2 separate regions of the Pan troglodytes genome follow, and region 2 is linked to region 1. Evidence: chromatin contacts called from public Hi-C data. All regions are on one chromosome and are shown on one strand. Each heading gives the region's core, a stretch centred on a gene start, on an enhancer-like site or on the middle of the called end of the contact. The rest is flanking DNA. Distances are from core to core; before and after follow the strand shown. Region 1 has its middle 220 kb from the start of FGF20. Region 2 holds the start of FGF20 (fibroblast growth factor 20).

What was found. A called contact is a pair of places that touch in the nucleus more often than the background predicts.
Region 2: a contact with region 1 is called in a Hi-C map of induced pluripotent stem cells, with 2.4 times the contacts expected there. The contact joins the promoter of FGF20 here to the enhancer-like site in region 1. A contact is called at or near these places in 2 of 7 Hi-C or Micro-C datasets (both in induced pluripotent stem cells).

Annotation. Positions count from the first base shown.
Region 1 is chr7:25,068,031-25,073,926 of NHGRI_mPanTro3-v2.0_pri, reverse strand. No RefSeq gene overlaps it. Among named protein-coding and RNA genes, the nearest start is that of FGF20, 220 kb to the left of the region's middle. Within about 2 kb of position 2,361, at least 7 of the 24 cell types and tissues checked have an H3K27ac peak or open chromatin away from gene starts, as enhancers often do. A contact at or near this core is called in induced pluripotent stem cells, where this site is marked.
Region 2 is chr7:25,287,573-25,293,468 of NHGRI_mPanTro3-v2.0_pri, reverse strand. It overlaps FGF20 (fibroblast growth factor 20), which reads left to right and starts at 2,914. Exons shown (of 3, transcript XM_001140918.6): 1 at 2,914-3,517. The coding sequence starts at 3,232.

The DNA of each region.
Region 1 (5,896 bases), core at 1,112-3,611:
ATGCTTCCACTGCACTGCTCAAGGCAACCAGGCATGACCTGTAGATAGTCTCATTAGAACAAGTATGTATGTATATATTTATTTATTTCTACCTCTCTTTTTGATCTTATGGAACCCTCTTCCTCATGAGACAATAATTCTTGTTGCATGCTTTAAATTGAAAAGTTTCCCTTGACTGAACTAATGCTTTCCACGGTGGACTCAGAGAGATTATAGAGTGCTGATTAGGCGATATGAGACCTAGGAGAAGCTGTTAGATGCTTTGGAAAAATGGGAATTTATATCTTCTTTATAAAAAATAACTGGTTGAATCAGGGAAATAATTTAAAAGTTCGGTTGTGTCTGATCAAGGTTCACTCATTTGGTAAGCATTTTTTGAAAGCAGACTTTCATGTCAGAGGCTTTACTGGGCTTGGGGAATATAAAAATCAGAAAGACATGCATCTTGTAATGAGCTCACAACCTAGTGTATACACAATCTAATCGTATAACTTTGTTATTCAGGGCATTAAATATTGCAAAAGAAACAAAAACTATTATTTAACCACTGAGCTAATGCGTTCCTCTAAAAATTAATCTGTTACAGCAAAAAGTTTTATGTATCCATACAAATATAGTTACATAAAGGTATGTATAGGTATTTGCAATCACTTTCTCTCTTATGTATGCCAAAGTCTAGCCATAATGATTAGCAAAAGGCTAGGATAATTTATATTAGAAATGAGATCAAAATGCTAATAAAAAGGTGACAAAATAAATTCAATCAAACCAAATTGAACTTACACTATGATAATGACTACTAGCTACTATCTGTGGAATAGCTAATTATCTGGGTCAGACGCCATGTATTTTTAATACTATGTCTCATTTGCTTACTTATTGTGGGGTATTTTCCACATTACAACCCAATGATATGTTTCACTTGCTGTCTGTGACTGGCAATACAGTAATCTAAGTACCATGATCTGTTACGTTTTCATCCTCATGGGACAATGTTCATGAAACACGTATCCAGCATAAGCATCTTATCCTTCTCTCTTCACTCACTGAAAATACATATTGGATATTTGCTATTAACTATATTATGTATCTCCTAATATTTTCATAAGACTTAAATTTCAGGGAACCAGAGGTAAAATATGGTAAAAAGCGCATATTCTGCTTCTCGTTTAAAAAACTCCAAAGCATGATTTATATGTTCTAATTTCATAGATGGTATGAAAACTGTTTGTAATTAATTTTTAAATATTGCACATATCATGAGAAGATGATTATTTCTAGAGACCTGAAGCCAAAATGTGCTTTAGAATAACCTACTAAGTAACAGGAATTACAATGATTACCTTATTTTAATCTTTCTATGCCTGTTCTTTAATTCGTAAAACTGATTTTTTTTTCCTATTTAGTTCTTTGAATCTATTTTTGCTTTAGCATAATGAATAACTTATTTTCTGCACCTGCTGGAGCCTATACCTTATTCTTCAAGATAAGTGGCTAAACGATGAGTGCTTTTGGCTGCTTTTTCAGAAAAAGACATTTAGGATGAATCTGTAGAATCACCTGTGTCTTTTGTGTCTGTTATTTTTCACTGAGGGCAAATGGATCTACCTCACCCTCAGACCCCCATCAGGCAAGTTTGCCTTTCCTTTTCCCATCCGCAAGACAAATTAAGAATGCTGAAACCTTTCACTCATAACAAAACAGTGATAAAGCAGGTAACAAGACCTCACATTAATCAGGTCTTTCAAAGAAGAGGCCCCAACCTGCACCCTTTGTCTAGCCTGCTGGTAGGTGGGTTTTTTTTCAGTCTCTTTTTAGGGGCCTAGCATTCTTTAGTTCGGCAGCACATTCTCCTTGGAAATGTTTCACTTTTCAGACAGCCTCTGTGTTGATCAAAAAACCCAGAGAGCCACTACAGAAATCTGAACTTCTAATGATCTTCTTTTATATTTTCTTACAATGGACAATGGCTCTGTCAATGCTAATGGCATCAGTACACAGGCAACAATGCAAAGAGATGGAGGGTGGAGAGAGTAGCCACTGTCACAAGATGTGCTGTATCATCTTGGCACAAAAAAATCCTGTTTTCTGTAGCCAAATTGTTGCTTTCTCTTGTTGAAAATATTCAATATTCCTGTAAACCAATGCTAAAGAGTAGATGAGTAATTTTCTTCTCAGGAGGAAAACATTACCTTCAGTTAAATGGTAATAGACCAGTTTTCTTGTGCTATTCTAATCCTTTTCACTAACATCACAAAAATAGAGTAATTTCTCCCTTAACTTTCTTCATGCAGCTGTCGACCTGTTGTTACCAGGCTAAATTGTGCACACGCTGTACCTACAATTATATTGAGTCAAGCACGCCCTCTACTGATCAATAAAAATACTATCGAACGGGATTCACCAGAATACTGAACTCACAAAGGACAGACATTTTGGGCAGTTTTATTTGCAAGTGTGTTTTTCAAACATTGCAAATGTTAGAAGAGTGTAAAAAATTGTATATTAGATTTCACAGAAACGTAATTAAATTTAAATTAATTTAAAAAAATAATTTAACTTGTGCTACTGATATAAATTTACAAAATTTACAGATTGCCAAGGATTGATCAGAAAAGTTGAAATAACTTCACCTCTTCTCTTAAAGTTTTTTTTTGTGTGTGTGGAAGAACTAACATTTTAACAATACATACAAATAAGTTATTGTTTTAAAGCAAGGGTTGGCAAACTTTTTTTGCAGTGAACCAGGTAGTAAATATCCTAGGCTTCGCTGGGCTGTAAAGTCTCTGTTGCAACTATTTAACTCTATTATTTTTGTGCAAAACTAGCCATAGACAATATGTGAATGAGTGGGTGTGGCTGTGTTCCAATAAAACTTTATTTACAAAGCAAACCAGGCTGGATTGATTTGCTCTATAAAACAGTGAACTTGAAGGCTTGTTGAACCATAAAAGAATGTAAACACCCCCAAAGTGTTGCATTCTTTAAAAAAAAAGTTACTTTGGAGTAGGTGGCTGTAATTTTAACTTGAAGGCTGACATGACTTCGAAACATTCTGAAACTTTTTCTTTTTGATTAGTTCCCTAACTCAACTTACAAACATTGTTAAAAGTAATGAAAGGTTAGAACCCACAGGCCCTCAAACATCATATATTGCAATTATCTAGTTTACAGATGAGGAAGCTAAAGGCTTGAATTTCCTGAATGCTACTCCAGCCATCTACATTATTTTCTGGATCAGCTGTCAATGACTTTTGGTTATTTTGGTAAGTTAATGCATGGAATAATTTTACAAACTAGAAGGAATTAAACAAGTATGATTTTTATTAACAAGTTAGGTAAAGAAAATTACAGACGTTTGTATTTTCTCACCCTTTGAAGATCATGTCTACATGAATGATAAAAACTACAGCAAGTCAATAACATCTCCCTCTCTTGTAACCACCACAAGTATTAGCAATATTAACTCATACAGATATTTTGTGTATCATAATTTCATAGATATTAGAAACTTTATTGGCAGTTGGGTACAGAGATGACTGTAATTTCTCTTGGCATTTGAGCAAAATAATGAATTATTTGTGTTGATGCATGATAACCAAAGATAGACTCTTCACTATTAAATTGTTATTAGTGTTACTATTATTATTTTTTTGAGATGAAGTCTCACTCTGTTGCCCAGGCTGGAGTGCAGCAGTGCGATCTTGGCCCGCTGCAACCTCTGCCTCCCAGGTTTAAGTGATTCTCATGCCTTAGTCTCCCGACTAGCTAGGATTTCAGACTTGTGCCACCATGCCTGGCTAATTTTTGTAGTTTTGATAGAGATGAGGTTTTGCCATTTGCCCAGGCTGGTCTGGACCTCCTGGCCTCAAATGATCCTCCTGCCTCAGCCTCCCGGTGTGCCGGGATTACAGGCATGAGCCACCGTGCCTGGCCTTACTTTATTTTTTAATGCCAGATAACCAAGCAAGGGTGTGTTTTTTCTTTTGGATTACTTTTGGCAAAGGATGTCATTATGTGAAGACACACCCCTATGGCCACTACATATAAATAAAATTTCCTCGAACTTCATTCATTGCTGCATATTCTGACCAAATAGTGAATTTTAAATGTCTTTCAAATTAAAACTAACAATGAAGACTTAAAATCAATCAATTCAGTAAGTACTCCTTTATTTAACATCCATTAAAAATAGTTAGCTAAGGGCACTGTGTTAAGTGGTGGTGATACAGTTCTGATCAATAAGGCCTACTTGATTCTTGCTGTCATTGAGCTTTCAGACTATGCAGAAATTATTATTGATACAGCCTGTCTTAGTCTGTTTGAATTGCTGTAACAAAATACCATAAACTGGATAGCTTATAAACAACAGAAATTTATTTTTCCCCTTTCTGGAAAAATAAATTTCTTCCAGAATTTCTCGAACTGAGAAGTCCAAGATCAAGGTGCTGGCAGATTGAGTGTCTGGTGAAGACCCTTTCTCATAGATGGCATCTTCTTGCTGTGTCTCACATGGTGGAAGGGGAGCGGCAGCTCTCTGCAGACCTTTATCATAGGGGCACTAATTCCATTCATCAAGGCTCTGCCTTCTTGCCCTAATCACCTCTCAAAGGCCATACCTCCCACCATCATCACATTGGTGAATAGGTTTCATCGTGTGAATCTTGGCAGGGACACAAGTATTCAAACCATAGCAGGCCATGAGCTCTGAGTTTGAAAACAAAAATGAACATGACATTTTTATTTTATGGTCAGCTCATTAGTCTCATTTATACTCTTCTCTCTAGAAATCTCTAGAAACTTCTTGACAGCAAGTTTGCTGTCAAGGGATTTATAGAAAGCATAAATGAGAGTAATCAAATGACAATAATAATATAATAAGTATAAAATGAGAATAGTAGTAGTAATTATATAATTATATATTATATAATTATATATAATATTATATAATAAAATAATAAATATATTTATTAACCATAAACAGAATAATAATAAATAATGATAACTAAAAATCATCTAGGGAAGAGATTAATTATTTACGGAATCCCAAAGAAGGCTTTGTAGCAGCATATTTGATCCAAGCCTTGAATGCTAAATAGGATTTAACATGTAGAAATGAAGCAGGAGAGGAAAGAATAGAAATTTTGTTTTTTTTTATTTGTACACATTTAAGGGTTAAAAGTGCAATTTTGTTACATGAATATTTAATTTAGTGGTGCAGCCTGGGCTTTTAGTGTAACTGTCACTCCAACAGTGTGTATTGTAGCCATTAAATAATTTCGTATTCTTCACCTCCTTCCCACCCTGCCACCCTTTCGAATCTCCAATGTCTATTATTCCACACTGTATGTCCATGTGTATACATTGTTCAGCTCCCACTTCTAAGTGAGAACATGCGGTATTTGTCTTCATGTAAGGTAATGGCCTCCAGTTCCATCCGTGTTGTGGCAAAAGACAGGATTTCATTCTTTTTACATGGCTGTGTGTGTGTGTGTGTGTTTGTGCACGCACACACACCACGTTTTGTTTATCTCATTATCCATTGATGAACACTTTTTTTTTTTTTTTTTTTTTTTTTGAGAAGGAGTCTTGCTCTGTCGCCCAGGCTGGATCGCAGTGGCGTGATCTCGGGTCACTGCAAGCTCCACCTCCAGGTTCACGACATTCTCCTGTCTCAGACTCCCGAGTAGCTGGGACTACAGGCGCCCACCACCAAGCCTGGCTAACTTTTTTTTATTTTTAGTAGAGACGGGGTTTCACCATCTTGGCCAGGATGGTCTCGATCTCCTGACCTCGTGAGCCGCCCGTCTCAGCCTCCCAAAGTGCTGGGATTACAGGCATGAGCCACCGCGCCCGGCCTGATGAACACACGTGTTGATTCATATCTTTCCTACTG
Region 2 (5,896 bases), core at 1,665-4,164, 220 kb before region 1:
GTATAACAGCAAGGCAAGTGTGGTCTCTAGGAAGCATAGGTAAAGTTGATTAGATTGCAGTGTATACTTAAAAGTTGAATAATGCACTCTTGTAAAACACTCTTCAAAATTATTTAACTTCCCATGATATCATCACAGCATGTGCAAAAAAAAAAAAACTTTAGTGTTATCTTTTCCTGTCACATGACTAGTGCAAACAAAAGAAATTCTTATCTTTTTGTTTCTAGTCTGGTCCTTTATAAAACAGCATTAAGCACCATTCAAACTTACACATTAAAGGTTTGGTTTGGGAAAAAAAGATTTATTTTGTATTTCAGACCAATTATATTTGTTAAGTTAGAAAGCAAAAATTTTCACAACTAGAGTTTTCTAGCATATTCTATGCATAGAAAACTATAGTTTTAAAACCATTTTCCAATATATTTTTACATTTAAGTCTCATGGCAACTCTAGGCATAGTAGTTAGGCTGGAGTTATATTATCCTTATTTTACAAAAGAGAAAATAAAAGCATTTAGAGAATTTAAGGAAATTGGCCTGGGATGTTGGACTCTGTGCAAAACTAGGATTTAGGACCATATTTTTTCGCTATAAAGCAGGATGTGCCTATGTCTTATGGTCATTGTGGTGATCAAATAAGGTAATACACATGTAAATACCAAGGTGTACAAAGAGAAGGCGATTCTATTATGAAAGTATTTAAACTTTCATGACTATGAATAAGAAATTCCCCATTTTTTGTGTATATATAAGCAATACAACAGATTTGAACAGTCTAACAGCTATAGCTCATACAGCAGGACTAAAGTGTTCATGTGGGAAAATAGTTTGTAGACTGAACTAGTACTTTTAGAAGCAGGTGATGATAATATATTTCCATTGTGGAATAATTAACAGCATTATATGTTGCACAGAACTTGGACCTTGAAACAAACCTCATTAAAAGGCACTTGATCTAAGTTTAAAACCCTTAAGTATCTCCTCTTTAAAAGTGATCAGTGGATGTACTGGCTACTTCAGTTATCCTGCTACGAGATTCACACAACTTTGATCTAAGTTTCTTTGATTTAACACTGCAATTAAGAAGATTTGGTTCAAAGTAAAAGCTCATTGGTTGATGTTTTACACTGATGTGATAATGTTTACACAGATGTGTTTGAAACCTTGATTATGGTGGATTTGGGGTCCTACCACAAGACAGACTGCTGTTATTTGAAAGGTGAAATAATATAACATTTACCTGGTACAACCTTTAAAACAGACTTAGCAATATACGTTTCTAAAGTGATTTATCTGTTTATTGTTTTTAGCCAGTGTTTTTGTTTTATTTCATATCTATCAACAGTAAATCACTTGCTTTAAGAACTCTTTTATAACTTGGTTACACAAGGGTCAGTAGTTAGGCCTGTAGTGATGAAAATGTGTAACTATACCCACTTTAGAGCACCTGCCAATTAATTAGAAAAAATCCTTCAGACCAAATAAAATAAACCAGTCAAATCCACCTGAGCTCCCAGGTTTACGCTTTTTTTGAACAGATCATGAAACAAGACTGAGAAAGTAATCTTCATCAGTTCCCTAAAACTTTTTGCTCAGAGGAAGCATAAATCTGCCCAATGATTCTCAATTCTTCTACCACTGAAAAATTTTAACAGAAAGATCTTGAATTTAACTAGTGGTGCAAAACCAGTTACAACGTTTAAATGAACATGTATCTAATTCCTTGGCTTCCATGGTTTTTGATTTTACAAATATGCTCAAGCACTCTTCAATTTTACCAGTAACTTTTGAAGTCTCAAAACACATCAAGCCTCAAGACTATTTCCATTTAGTTATTTTTAGATTTTATAATTAAAATGTAAACAAAAACATCTAGCTTTTAGAAAAACGCAACTAAGAAAAACAGGAAAGTGCTCTTAGATTGTAAAAGGGCCCAAGAAGCCACTCATCATTTATGACAATATTCCAGATATTCATTTTCTATTCACGGCAAAATATAGACATGTAAATCATTTCTTTCCAGCCTATTTGGATTTACTGTAAATCCTTTGATTCGTGATTATATTATGTTATTATTTTACACTAATTAGAAGTTCATGACCTTAGCACAGAATTAAAAATACATATGTGTATTATGTATATATATATATATATATGGCAATTTTGGTTATATTATGTGCTGAGTAAAGGTAAACATTAAAGAGAGATTGTAAAGAGGGGGAGGGAGGGTGTTCCTTACCTAACCTTGATTATGTAAAGAAAATCCCCCATCTAAATGATAAAAGAAAGGAGCGATACTTGTACATTTTATTAGTGTTTTAAAATTAGTGAGTTAAACTGTCAAAGCTTTGATTTTTCTTTCATGTGTGTCTGGGCAGGTCTGTAAGCCCCAGGTAACGCCCTTTTTCCTTCTCCCTTGCTTACCTTTCTTTGCACCTGTCCACTGCAGGCTCCCAAGGAGTCCAATTCTCCTTTTCTCTTTCCTCCTCCTACCAATGCCCTCCTTCTCTTTCTCTCCCTCCCCGCCTTCCCTCCCTCCTCCCTTCCTCTTCTTCTATATCCCTGCCAAGTTGGGCTCCTTTTAGAGGCGATTTATCACTGCAAAGCTCACATCAAAGAAGGTTGCACGGCCGCAGCTGAACAGCATCACCGCTGTCCCAAGGACAACCCCAAAGAGGGGCCTCGACTGCACCTCCTCGAAGTTGCTGGCTGGCTTTGGCCAAGTGTAGGAATGGTTTTTGCGAGGGCATGGATGGAGAAGTGCCAAGGGCCCCTTTTGGTCACTTCCGAAGAGCAAAAACGTGTTGAGAGGAGACCGGTTTAAGATTTCAAACAGAACCTCCCCAGCGCGCATGAAAGGACTTGATTAGCATATGTCAAGAGGACCCGCTTATATACTCGGTGTGTATGTACACAGGACTCTGATCTGATCAGTTTGCGGAATTGGAGCCCCAGCCAACAGCCCTAGTCCTAGTATTGGCAGCGGCAGCTATAGATATTTCTGCAGAGCCAGCAGCCGGCTCCCACCTACCCAAGGAGAGAAGATCGCTCCAAGACAGTGAGAGCTTCCCTGCCATTTCAGTGCAAAGTCCCTCCGGAGCGACCTCAGAGGAGTAACCGGGCCTTAACTTTTTGCGCTCGTTTTGCTATAATTTTTCTCTATCCACCTCCATCCCACCCCCACAACACTCTTTACTGGGGGGGGTCTTTTGTGTTCCGGATCTCCCCCTCCATGGCTCCCTTAGCCGAAGTCGGGGGCTTTCTGGGCGGCCTGGAGGGCTTGGGCCAGCAGGTGGGTTCGCATTTCCTGTTGCCTCCTGCCGGGGAGCGGCCGCCGCTGCTGGGCGAGCGCAGGAGCGCGGCGGAGCGGAGCGCCCGCGGCGGGCCGGGGGCTGCGCAGCTGGCGCACCTGCACGGCATCCTGCGCCGCCGGCAGCTCTATTGCCGCACCGGCTTCCACCTGCAGATCCTGCCCGACGGCAGCGTGCAGGGCACCCGGCAGGACCACAGCCTCTTCGGTACGTACTAGCATCCCGACCCCACCCCCATCTGCGCCCCAGCTCGGCTCCTCGTTCCCTCCCCTTGCACCTCCCTCTTTGCCTGCCAAGGGCGTCATCGCCGCGCGGAGCCCGGAGCTCCCCTGGACCCATCCGGTGCAAGACGCAGGCTGGGGCTGAAGGGCTGGCCAGAGCAGCCGCGGGGAGAAATTTTCCTGCTGGTTTGTCGCCGCAGCCTCTAGCAGGGCAGCAGCTGCAGATGCTGGGGGCGGGAAGAGAAAGGGTGGGCGCTTCGCAAGCTCCTTCCTGCCTTCCCCTTGCCCTTCCCACTGCCGGGGACACCAAGACCTGGTGCACTCGGCATCACGGTTCTCGCACTGCTTACCTCGCAGGCAGTTTTTAAAAAAATCCCTGTATCTTTCTCTCCGATTTCCTTTCTCATTTTCCCCCATGCCGTCCACTTTACAAAAATTAATAACAGGAAGCGCCGGGCTTCTTTAAACATGCCCCACAGTTATGCAGCTGATTATGCACCCGGGGCTGCTCTGGGCATGGTTTGCGAGCATTTACGTGTCTACCTAGAGACCTGCAAATGTTCACCTGAAGAGGTAGCAGATTAACTTTCCGTGGGCACATTCGCTACTGTAGGGCTCACCTGTCTGAGGTTCCCTGAACTCCTAAGTTCTATCTGGGTGAGAAAAGAAAAGGAAAGGGGGGGAGGGGTGGGGGAGGAGGAAGACCACCCGGCTACTGAGCATGCCTAGTTCTTCAGCCAAGCTCCTCTTTGGAAATTGTGCAACCTGAAAGCAAGGATCTTGGTATCGACTTTAGGAAAGAGGAAATGGGAAAGCGAAAGAAGATATGGGTGGGAACACAGACGGACCTGTTTCAGAATACCTCCGGCAGGGCCTGGGAAGAGAAGGGGTTAAAAGAAACAAGAGAATGATTGTTAAGGCAGTGTCTGTTAAGATACTAGATCGGGAGGGTCTCTCCTGTTAATGACTTCCTAACTAGCTGTGTAACTAGAAAGTGCCTTCATCAGTCTGAGGCTTAGTTTTCTGTACAAAGATGGGGTGCTCTCCGGTTCTAATATCCCAGGATCTTTCCCCATAGCTGAAGTTTCCATTCTATTAGTTAACCTGCTAGCAATCTCAAAGGATTTTGATTATCAAACTTTTGACATCATTGGAAAAATTCATTTTATTTTTAAAAAAGATACCATTAATTTGTCAGCCACAATCCGTAGCGCTACGGAGTTCTTTGAGAATGCACCCCATCTCTGAATGGCCCTCTCTTATCGTGTCCTCACCCCCTTGTTCTTATAATTATTCCCTTTTTGACTTGTAGGACTCATTAAAACTTTGGAGAAGTGTAAATCTCAGTTTAAGGGGACATTTGTAACTCTAGATGTAGAAATAAGCATGTGGTGGTCATTTGGTAGCACTTAAAGGCTTAGAAAATTAACTTTTTAAAACCCACATGTTTGCAGCTTCCACTGATCTCTTCCAAATTCCCATTGACTATCAGTCAAGAGTGTCATGACCTAGTGGCCAACCTGGGGTCACTTTTAGAAAGTGGTTTTTAAATTGAGGAGCCTTGAGATTTTCTAACTTCTGGCCTCCGGCAATCTTTCCGCCTTGGCCTCCCAAAGTACTGGGATTACAAGCATGAGCCACTGTGCATGGCCCTGAGACTTCGATTCTGAAGAACTTTGCTGACACCAGGTGGCTCAGTTCTCTTGCCTTTAAGGATGACTTCACTGCGCTCGTTACAGAAAAATATTCCAACTACCAGAAAGACTTAGAAATACACACAAATGTGATAATACTTACAGGAAGAGCAGGCAGAAGTTAAGCTTAGGTAATAGTCAGAATTTCACCCTGCCATACACAGTGTAGCCTCGGAAATTCTACTTTTAAGAAACTTGTGGCCGGGCGCAGTGGCTCATGCCTGTAATCCCAGCACTTTGGGAGGCCGAGGCGGGTGGATCATGAGGTCAGGAGTTCAAGACCAGCCTGGCCAAGATAGTGAAACCCCATCTCTACTAAAAATACAAAAAATACACACAAAAAAAATTAGCTGGGCATGTTGGTGGGCACCTGTAATCCCAGCTACTTGGGAGGCTGAGGCAGAGAATTGCTTGAACCCGGGAGGCGCAGGTTGCAGTGAGCCAAGATCACACCACTGCACTCCAGCCTTGGCAACAGACGAAGACTCTGTCTCAAAAAAAAAAAAAAAAAGGAAACTTGTAATTAAACTGTAATCTCTCCAGTGACAGAAAAAAAAAGGCCTCTTTTACTTTGTGTATGTTTATAAGACTGACCCTATGGGAAAAGATTAGTAAATATTTGTACACTTGATAACATTCATTAATGGCATTTAATGGCATTTCTTTAGGAA